Regions from separate parts of the Mus musculus genome. Here all the other regions are linked to region 1. The links are chromatin contacts, called in public HiCAR-type and promoter capture Hi-C maps. All regions are on one chromosome and are shown on one strand. The core of a region is the stretch at or near the end of the contact, and the rest is flanking DNA. Distances in the headings are between cores, read along the strand shown.

Region 1 (2,949 bases), core at 150-2,649:
GCATACTATAGACTATGCTGTATGCATATCATACCTTGCGTACTGCATAGTTTTCATCTGTGTGTTCCCACAGTACCCAGCACAGGGTAGAGCATAATACAGGTCTTTGCCTCTATTTCAAGAAGCCACTCAACCCTTTTAATGTTCCTTTTAAGACATGTTCATGAATAACAGTAATATTCTGGTTAACGCGGACTCCTACCTTCTCCCCTAGCCTCAAGCTACACTATCATTATTAATTCCGTCTAAAACTCGCCCCAAATCACGTAACAGCAGCCATATCTCACCCATACTAGCATTTTGGTCAGTTGCAAGGCAAATCTCTCAAAATCTGTTAAGGCCCAATCCCATTCCCCTGCTTACTAGTGCACCTCTTTACACTCATCCCAGCTAAATTGCTTCTCCGGCTTCCATCCATAGCAGCAGCCTGTTGCTAGAGGTGTTCGTCTATGGTTTGACAGAAGTCTCTTTGATTTTTTTACTTGGGTGGTAACAGGAAAAGGAAACCAAATATCTTCAGCCATAGGGAAAAGGGGCCTCTAGGAGGCTGTCCCTGGCCCCGAGTCTCCATGGAGAAGCCACAGGTGCTAAGGGAGGTTTGATTGCCTACGCAGTTTGTGTTCTTTTCTCCCTAAAGCTCCCCGAGATTCTCCCGCCTACCCTGGGCCTCTTCAGCTCTCCCGCAGCGTGGACCCTGCAGGCAGTCCTCCCTTAACAAGGGGGCGGGGATCCCCGCTTGGCCCGCGCCTGCAGCGCCTTCCCTGTGGGACTCCCCTCCCCCACCATCGAGCCCCGACCACCGCGAGCCGCGCGTGGGCACCGACCCCTCCCCGCCGGGCTGGGCTGTGCAGAGCGGGCGGGCTACGGGTGGCGCTGGCTGGGCGTGGGCAGACGACGGAGTAGGTCTGCCAGGACCGGACCGGCCTGATCGGCCCCGGGCTGCATCCCTGTGCACCCGCGGCGGGAAGGTGGCCCCACCACCCGGGGCGCTGGCCCCGCGTCTTGGGGCCCGTGGTGGGCCGGCCCGTACCTGGGCTTGAAGTCGTGGTTGTAAATCGTCCGCAGCCGCTCACGATCTGTCTCCAGGTCCAGTCCACGTTCGGCCAGAAAACTCTCGAACCTCTGGCCGGTCTCCCGGAGCTTTCGGCAGCTGAACTTGCTAGGCATCGCGGCGGCGGCGGCTGCGGCCCAGGCAGGAGGGTCCGCGGAAATGAAACTGAAAGTCGCCGCCGCGGTTTAGAGTTGGCTGGTCTGGGGTGAGGGTGCAAAGGGGAAAAGCCCCCTACCTCTGACGTCTGCTCCGGCCAGCCACCTTCTCCCCGACTGCCTCCCCTCCTCCGTCCTTCTCCTACCTGAGCCTTCCTTTCGGTCTCTTCGTCCTATCCCCTCCCCCCCTTCACATTAACTCTTTCCTAAGGAGTCTGACCCCTCCCTCAGGGCCCTCCCCTTACCCCGAGCTCCCTCCCCTGGCAGCGAGCCAGGATCCGAACGTGGATATCGCCTGGGGCCCCCTAAACAGCCCGGAGGACCTTGGAGCCTCAGCTAGGGCTACTCCCACGCCCACTCTCCAGAGCCTCGGGACATAGAAAAGCTGCAGAGCAAAGGGCAGAGCCCCGGACATGGGTCGGCTGCAGCTGGACTGGGGCCGCTCGTCCAGCACCTCCCCCAGACTGCCAGGGACATAAACCAGTACGGAAGCGAGCGGCACGCCCCCTCCCCCATTCCCTCCCTCCTCTGGCTTTCTGATACAGAGGAAGGCAGAAGTCAAAGTTGTGTGTGTGTGTGTGTGTGTGTGGGGAATGGATGGAGGGAGAGCAAGTGTCTCTATAGATAAAGGGGTGTGCGTGTGGGAGAGAGGGACAAGAGCTTCTGCCAAGACCCAGTCCTTGCTTTTCTGGGTCACACAGGCTTCATAATACTTCAAGGTTGGAGATTCTTGCTCTTGAGCTATGCATTTGGGCACTCGGTTTGTGTTACTCTTCACTACTTATTGGCAGTAAATCATGATTGCCCAGCCAGTCAAAAAAACATTAGCACCTAGAGAGCCAGGCGTGCTAGGCAATAAATGGTTAACACTGACAACATTAGTACCAGGAAAAGAAGTAGACCAATATGCTTAGGCAAACTAAGGGGTGGGGCTACTATAACAACAAATGTAAAACAAGCCTTCTGCACCTATTTATCCCCTGGAATGAAACTAAAAAACAAAAACAAAACCCAAAACAAACAAACCCCATACACACTACAATGAGAAAGTGAGAAAGGCTTAATCTACCAGAATTCCACATGTATCAAAGTTACTGTTCTCCAAGGTTCCTTATAGGCAGCAACAGTCTAACCCAGGGTAGGGAATGCCCTGAACAGGGTCAAGTTCCCCCTTGGTTAACTACTCCTAAGCCAAGAGTATGCTATGCAGTCAGGAATGGAGACTACAGGAACAGGGAAATCTTACGTCCTAGAAATTGATGTAAACTCGAGGGAAAAACTAGGAGTAGCCAGATGCTTAACACCTCCAGACCTTCCCATCCACTTTATATGATGCAGGCTCAGAGAAGATAATAGACTTCTAAAAAGTACTGTTGTTTTGGGGCACAGTGGTCCAAGCCTGTAATCCCACTTCTTGAGAGTCTGAGGAAGGTCTACTAAGAGTCTGAGCCACTTTGGGTTACACAGCAGGACAGTCTCAAAAACAAAATTGCTATTCTTTATCATTTCAAAATCCTACAAATACACCTATGATGAGCACAATAAAAGTGCCTTTTAGACATACAGAAATAGCTTAGTTAGGAATCCCAATGCACCCAAGGCTACACTTGATAACCAGAATCCAATGACATAATTTACTCAAAATAACCAGACACATGACTAACTGAAGAACTAAAAAGGCTTTTTTTTTTTATTGTGCCCTTCACACTATCACACATTAACAATTCAGACCAGCAAATCTGG
Region 2 (2,949 bases), core at 271-2,770, 2.8 Mb after region 1:
GCGGCCCAACTTGGGTGCTGGGATCCTCTGAGAGAACAGCAAGTTCTCTTAACCACTGAACCATCTCTCCAGTCCACTCAAACATTTAAAAAGAGAAATTTGAAGGTGTAGTTCAATTCTCAGGGTTCTCTTCAGAAAACCTGGACAAGTCTGGTCATTAAAGGTCTTACAAACTTAACTTCCATACTCCTTCGTACTTAAGAGATCACTGAGAAGTAGCCACTGATCACCCATCATTCCACAACAAAAGGCTCCTAAAAGGTCCATCTTTTTCAAAAAAGCCACTCTAAACTCATCCTCTCAACTCTGGGCTTGTTCCTTTGTGACATAAGTTATCAGAATTTGAGCCTGCGACAACAACAAAATGTTTGGAGGGAACTGATTTCTTAGGCTTAAAGACACTATCTTTAGTATCTGGTACTAGCTGAAGCATCAAATTTGAATTTGAGGAATTCCCTCTCGGTAAGTGCCTGGCTGTTCATCACACTGGAAGTTGTCTCAGGTGGAGGAGATTGCGTAGTAAGCGCTCTGGGAATGAATGTGCTGATGAGGAAGCCCTGAAATGCTGCGACGAGACGGGTGTGTGTTCATTCATGAATTCTGCAAACGGAAGCAGTGGGAGGAATTTTAACTTGGGGCGAGGTGAATAGCTCCAGACAGCGCGGGCAAAGGGAATCGCAGCTCACTAGCAAGGAGGAGAATCCGGCGCCCTTTGTGTACTTCTGATCCCTTCACAGCTCAGCAACTGGGCTCACTGGGCATGCAAAAATACTTGGCAATGTCTGGCCGCGGTTTGATCCAGCGCTGACTAAAATTCGGAGGGAAGCCACAATGTGCTCTCTCTGCTACTCACACAACCTGGGGCCGGCCAAGCAGCACTAGAGAGAGAAGCCCTGTTCTAAGCGCCCGCTAAACTCTCCTGGGTCCCTTCGCTGCCAACTGGCGTGGCCCACCACCCTGCTAAGATCAGAGGCCGGAAAGGATGAGGGGCTAACCAGCCAGCAGACCACCGATTTTGCACCCCAGGAGGGCTGTGCCTCAGGCCACGCCCCCGGGGGCGACCGGCCATCCCCGGCTCGGGGACCTTCTTCCCCCGGCCGCAGCAGAGTTGGTGACAGGGCTCCGGGCTTTCCTCCCCGGGGCTGTGGCGGCTGCCAGCCTAGCTAACTGCACGGTTCCCGGTAAAGTGACAGCTCCCAGGGTCCCTGTCAAGCCGTCGGGAAGCCCGGCTGGGCCCGGATGCCGCCCCGGTCTCCCGGGACCCCCTCTGTCACCCGCCCGGTGCCAGCCTCGCCCCCCTGCAGCTCTGACCTCCGAGTCTTTGCGCTGGTTGCGGTTGAACTCGCGGGCTTTGCCCCCCGGCAGGAGGCCTCCGGCGGCCCTCGGCGCCCCAGGAGGAGGCTGCGCGGTGGCAGGCGGCGGAGGAGGTGGCGGCTGCGGCTGCTTGTTGTTCACAATCAGAGGGCCGGGACCGGCGGCTGCCGGCTCCATCTTGGCTGCTCCACACCCCCGGCTCAATTCGCGGACGGCCTCCCGTCAGGCAACTCTCGCGTGATTTCCTCCAGGAAATTTCCCCAATCGCCATATTCAGTGTGGCTGCGTGTGTCGAAAGCCGCAACTGCCAATCACCTCCCAAGGTCTTTCCTGGCTTTGTCATTTAGTTTCCCCTCCCTCCTTCCCGTGGAACTAAGCCGGAGACGTGCGGCTGGGCTCGCAGGAATCCCTTTAGATGTCTTTTTTATCCATGAGACTTAACACTTTAATTCGTTGTCTATCATCGCTTTGCCTGTCTTTAGAGCCCTCCCTGTTCAAGGTGAGGCAGGATGAAAGGGGAAATTAGGGAGACATCATTAAAGAAAGCAATTCCTGACTCATGGGTCTAGTTGACACGTTTTCCTAGCAAAGAATTTCTGTACAATTAACAACTGGTTGTGGCTTTTCTCTAACCTTCCAGCTGAAAAACCTCCAAGTCAGTAGGACTCTGTAAGAAACACCTTGTGCAACCCTGGGGACTCCTGGTTTTACTTATCAGATTATAACTCCATCCAAGACACCTCTGGAGCCACGTTAATAATCTCACTTATCAAAACAGGGGAAAAAGCCGGGCGTTGGTGGCGCACGCCTTTAATCCCAGCACTTGGGAGTCAGAGGCAGGCAGATTTCTGAGTTCGAGGCCAGCCTGGTTTACAAAGTGAGTTCCGGGACAGCCAGGACTATACAGAGAAACCCTGTCTTGAACTTGAAGTGAAGAGAGACAGAGAGAGAGAGAGACAGAGAAAGAGAGAGAGAGAGAGAGAGAGAGAGAGAGAGAGAGAGAGAGAGAGAGAGAGAGAGAGACTCTTGGGGGCTAAGGATAACAGTATGAAGTTGTATCTGTCCTCAAGCCACTGACAAATACTTTTAAGGATATAATAATGAACAAAAATAGGATTCTAGTCTTCGTGGAGTTTACATTCACATGGGGGAGATAAACAAATGAATAAATAAAACTGAAATTGAAAATATAACAGAGAAATCATGGGGAAATGAGGGTGTGTTTAATAATCCCTTAGAAGTGGCTCTTGCTTTTCTGCCTTCATTTTGTAGCTGTCTCGTTTACTCTGAATTACCTGCTCACATCTGTATTGACTCAAAGAGCAATCATCCAAAAATGGTGGCCTCTCACCTCATTCTCCGTCACGTCTGAGTGCCAAACACATAGGAGTAACCAAGATGGTTTTAATGTTACTTTTTACAGTGTCCTCCTCCAGAAACCTCCCTCCCCAAGAAGCAGGTACAAGACTCTTGGTCACTGGCCTCAACCCTCTAGACATCAGGAGTGGCAAAGCCTCACAGAACACAGCATCCCCGGATGACGAACAGCTCTTTCTATCATGGCCTGTGCACCCTGGAGGAGAAAGAATCAACTCCTGAGAACCAGCTTGTCCCTTAAGTAAAAAGGACTTCTAC
Region 3 (2,949 bases), core at 128-2,627, 2.2 Mb after region 1:
AAAGAAGAAATATCTCCCCAGAGCAGACAGAAATAAATACAAAGCATCACTTGTTGCAGAATTCAGTACAACAAACAAATGCTGAGATCCCAGGATTTCCAAGTTGCTAACAACAGAAGTTGGGCAAGCCCTCTTTATCATAGTTTAGTAGTTGGGAGAGGGGGTAAGAAAAACATGACGACAGATCACTCTTACATCAAACTGAATTTTCAGCTAACTTCATGGAATGAGTGAATGTCTAGACAATAGTTCCTCTTTTGCAAACGATTGCAATGATTCAAGGGGGTAACAGAATTTTGTAACTCTGGTACTTATACTTGGGGTAGCTAAATGTCTGGGAACAGAAATTATGTTTAAAGCAACCAGCACAATTTAGAGAAACAGTTTAAGGGAGATAATATTTTCTGTAGGCCCATATCAAGCAAGAGAGGCACAATCTGCAAAATGAAGGCTTTCCCACATTAACAGCTAAAATACACTTTCTCGAGTTCCCTACTGCAAGGGCAGGTATCATTGTGTTAATTAAACGCTAGGTATTGGGCCTGTTCGTCACACAGTAAGGTGTGGTGAATTTTCTTTACCATTCCCTCTTATTTTTTTCCACTGCCCTCACTAATCCCAACCAGAAACTTGCCCCTGATTCTGCCCGCACTGAGCTAACCATTATAAAAATGAGGTCTCCAGATGCCTTTAAGGACCCTCTTTTTAGACTGCTGGGAAGACTTGAGACCCCATGTTACCCATTAACCCATTGCTTCCTGTCCAAAAATATCGTTTACTGCACCAACACCCAGGTTTTAGCATTATTCTACCCCTCTAAATCCGGATGCTGGCCCCAGACTATCCTATCCTGCACTAGCCCAGACAACCTAGCCTGCAGCCCCTCCTCCCAAGACATTCAGGGTCTGGATGCCTGGATGCCTCCTTTGCTTGGGACTTTTTGTTACCTACTCTAGTGGAACTTGCCCTTCTTGGCAAAGTGTCAAGGGCCAGGAGGCCTCCCTTCGAGGGATGAGGTGTGGTCCTTGCGTGGGTATAACAGCCCTGAGATTAGGTCTCGACCACGCGCGGGAAGGGAACGCGCGCTGACCAGGAGCGAGCAAGCAGAGCCCAGGAACGAGGTCAGGCGGCCGGGTTCCTCCAAGGCCAGCGTGGCTGGGTAGGGGTTCCGCGGAGTCTGGGGAGTGGGGTGCAAGTTGGCGGCGATCCAGTGACAAAGAAGGTCGAGGAACAAGGGTGGCAAGCGGGAAGCGGAGCGCGCGCGCGCGGTGGGCGGGAAACCCGGGGGCGGTGGCAGAGAGGCGGGCGCGCGCCCCGCGGGGAGGGGTGCGGAGGAGGGAGGAGGAGGCGTCTGGACCGTGCAGCCCCGCGGGCCGCGCCAGCCCAGACAGAGCCTCGCGGCAGCCGCAGCAACAGGCGGCGGGGCCGGGCTCGTAGGGCAGAGGCGGCGGTGGGGCGGGGAGCTCCAGGAGGAGCGACTCGGGCCGGCAGCCGCCAGCAGGGAAGGAAAGCACCGCCGCCTCCCGCGCTCGACCGCCGCAGCCCTCCACCCATCACCGCGCCCACCCTGCACCGGACCCCGCAGGAGGCGGCGCGCGCATCCTGCAGAGCCCCGGCCACGCCGAGCTGCCGCCAGACATGACCGTGGTGCCCGGGGACCACCTGCTGGAGCCAGAGGCGGCGGGAGGCGGTGGCGGGGACCCGCCTCAGGGAGGCTGTGGCAGTGGCGGCGGCGGTGGCGGCTGCGACCGCTACGAGCCACTGCCACCCGCGCTGCCCGCCGCGGGCGAGCAAGATTGCTGCGGCGAGCGTGTGGTCATCAACATCTCTGGGCTGCGCTTCGAGACGCAGCTCAAGACCCTCTGCCAGTTCCCCGAGACACTGCTGGGCGACCCCAAGCGGCGCATGCGGTACTTTGACCCACTCCGCAATGAGTACTTCTTCGACCGCAACCGACCCAGCTTCGACGCCATCCTCTACTACTACCAGTCCGGGGGCCGCATTCGCCGGCCGGTCAACGTGCCCATCGACATCTTCTCCGAGGAGATCCGCTTTTACCAGCTGGGTGAGGAGGCCATGGAAAAGTTCCGTGAGGATGAGGGCTTCCTGCGGGAGGAGGAGCGACCCCTGCCCCGCCGTGACTTCCAGCGCCAGGTGTGGCTGCTCTTCGAATATCCGGAGAGCTCCGGGCCGGCCCGGGGCATTGCCATTGTGTCAGTGCTGGTCATTCTCATCTCCATTGTCATCTTCTGCTTGGAGACGCTTCCCGAGTTTCGCGATGAGAAAGACTATCCCGCCTCCCCGTCGCAGGACGTGTTTGAGGCTGCCAACAACAGCACGTCGGGGGCCCCTTCTGGAGCCTCCAGCTTCTCGGACCCCTTCTTCGTGGTGGAGACCTTGTGCATCATCTGGTTCTCCTTTGAGCTTCTGGTGCGGTTCTTTGCTTGCCCCAGTAAAGCCACCTTCTCCAGAAATATCATGAACTTGATAGACATTGTGGCCATCATTCCTTATTTTATCACTCTGGGCACTGAGCTGGCTGAACGACAAGGTAATGGGCAGCAGGCCATGTCGCTGGCCATCCTGAGAGTCATCCGCCTAGTAAGGGTTTTCCGCATCTTCAAGCTCTCCCGCCATTCTAAGGGGCTGCAGATCCTAGGACAGACGCTGAAGGCTTCCATGCGGGAGCTGGGGCTGCTCATATTCTTCCTCTTCATTGGGGTCATCCTTTTCTCCAGTGCAGTCTACTTTGCTGAGGCAGACGACCCTTCTTCGGGTTTTAACAGTATCCCGGATGCCTTCTGGTGGGCAGTAGTAACCATGACAACTGTTGGTTATGGTGATATGCACCCAGTGACCATAGGAGGCAAGATTGTGGGCTCTCTTTGTGCCATCGCAGGTGTCTTGACCATTGCATTGCCAGTTCCTGTGATTGTTTCCAACTTCAAC

The links. Promoter capture Hi-C pulls out the DNA fragments that hold promoters and counts their contacts. HiCAR-type assays count read pairs that join an accessible place to other places.
Region 2: a promoter capture Hi-C map of liver shows a contact between it and region 1, with 4 times the contacts expected there. The contact joins the promoter of Strip1 here to the promoter of Mov10 in region 1. A contact is called at or near these places in 2 of 39 promoter capture datasets (hippocampal neurons and liver).
Region 3: a contact with region 1 is called in a HiCAR-type map of astrocytes, with 4 times the contacts expected there. The contact joins the promoter of Kcna3 here to the promoter of Mov10 in region 1. A contact is called at or near these places in 1 of 39 promoter capture datasets (pre-B cells) and 1 of 115 datasets of contacts at active chromatin or transcription factors (astrocytes).

What each region holds. Positions count from the first base shown.
Region 1 is chr3:104,816,906-104,819,854 of GRCm38.p6, forward strand. Mov10 (Mov10 RISC complex RNA helicase) reads right to left here and starts at 1,400. Exons shown (of 20, transcript NM_008619.2): 1 at 1,031-1,400. The coding sequence starts at 1,167.
Region 2 is chr3:107,630,190-107,633,138 of GRCm38.p6, forward strand. It overlaps Strip1 (striatin interacting protein 1), which reads right to left and starts at 1,521. Exons shown (of 21, transcript NM_153563.2): 1 at 1,312-1,521. The coding sequence starts at 1,491. Gm10961 (a long non-coding RNA gene) reads left to right here and starts at 1,412. Exons shown (of 3, transcript XR_375960.3): 1 at 1,412-1,813; 2 at 2,738-2,949.
Region 3 is chr3:107,034,785-107,037,733 of GRCm38.p6, forward strand. Kcna3 (potassium voltage-gated channel, shaker-related subfamily, member 3) reads left to right here and starts at 1,378. Exons shown (of 1, transcript NM_008418.2): 1 at 1,378-2,949. The coding sequence starts at 1,639.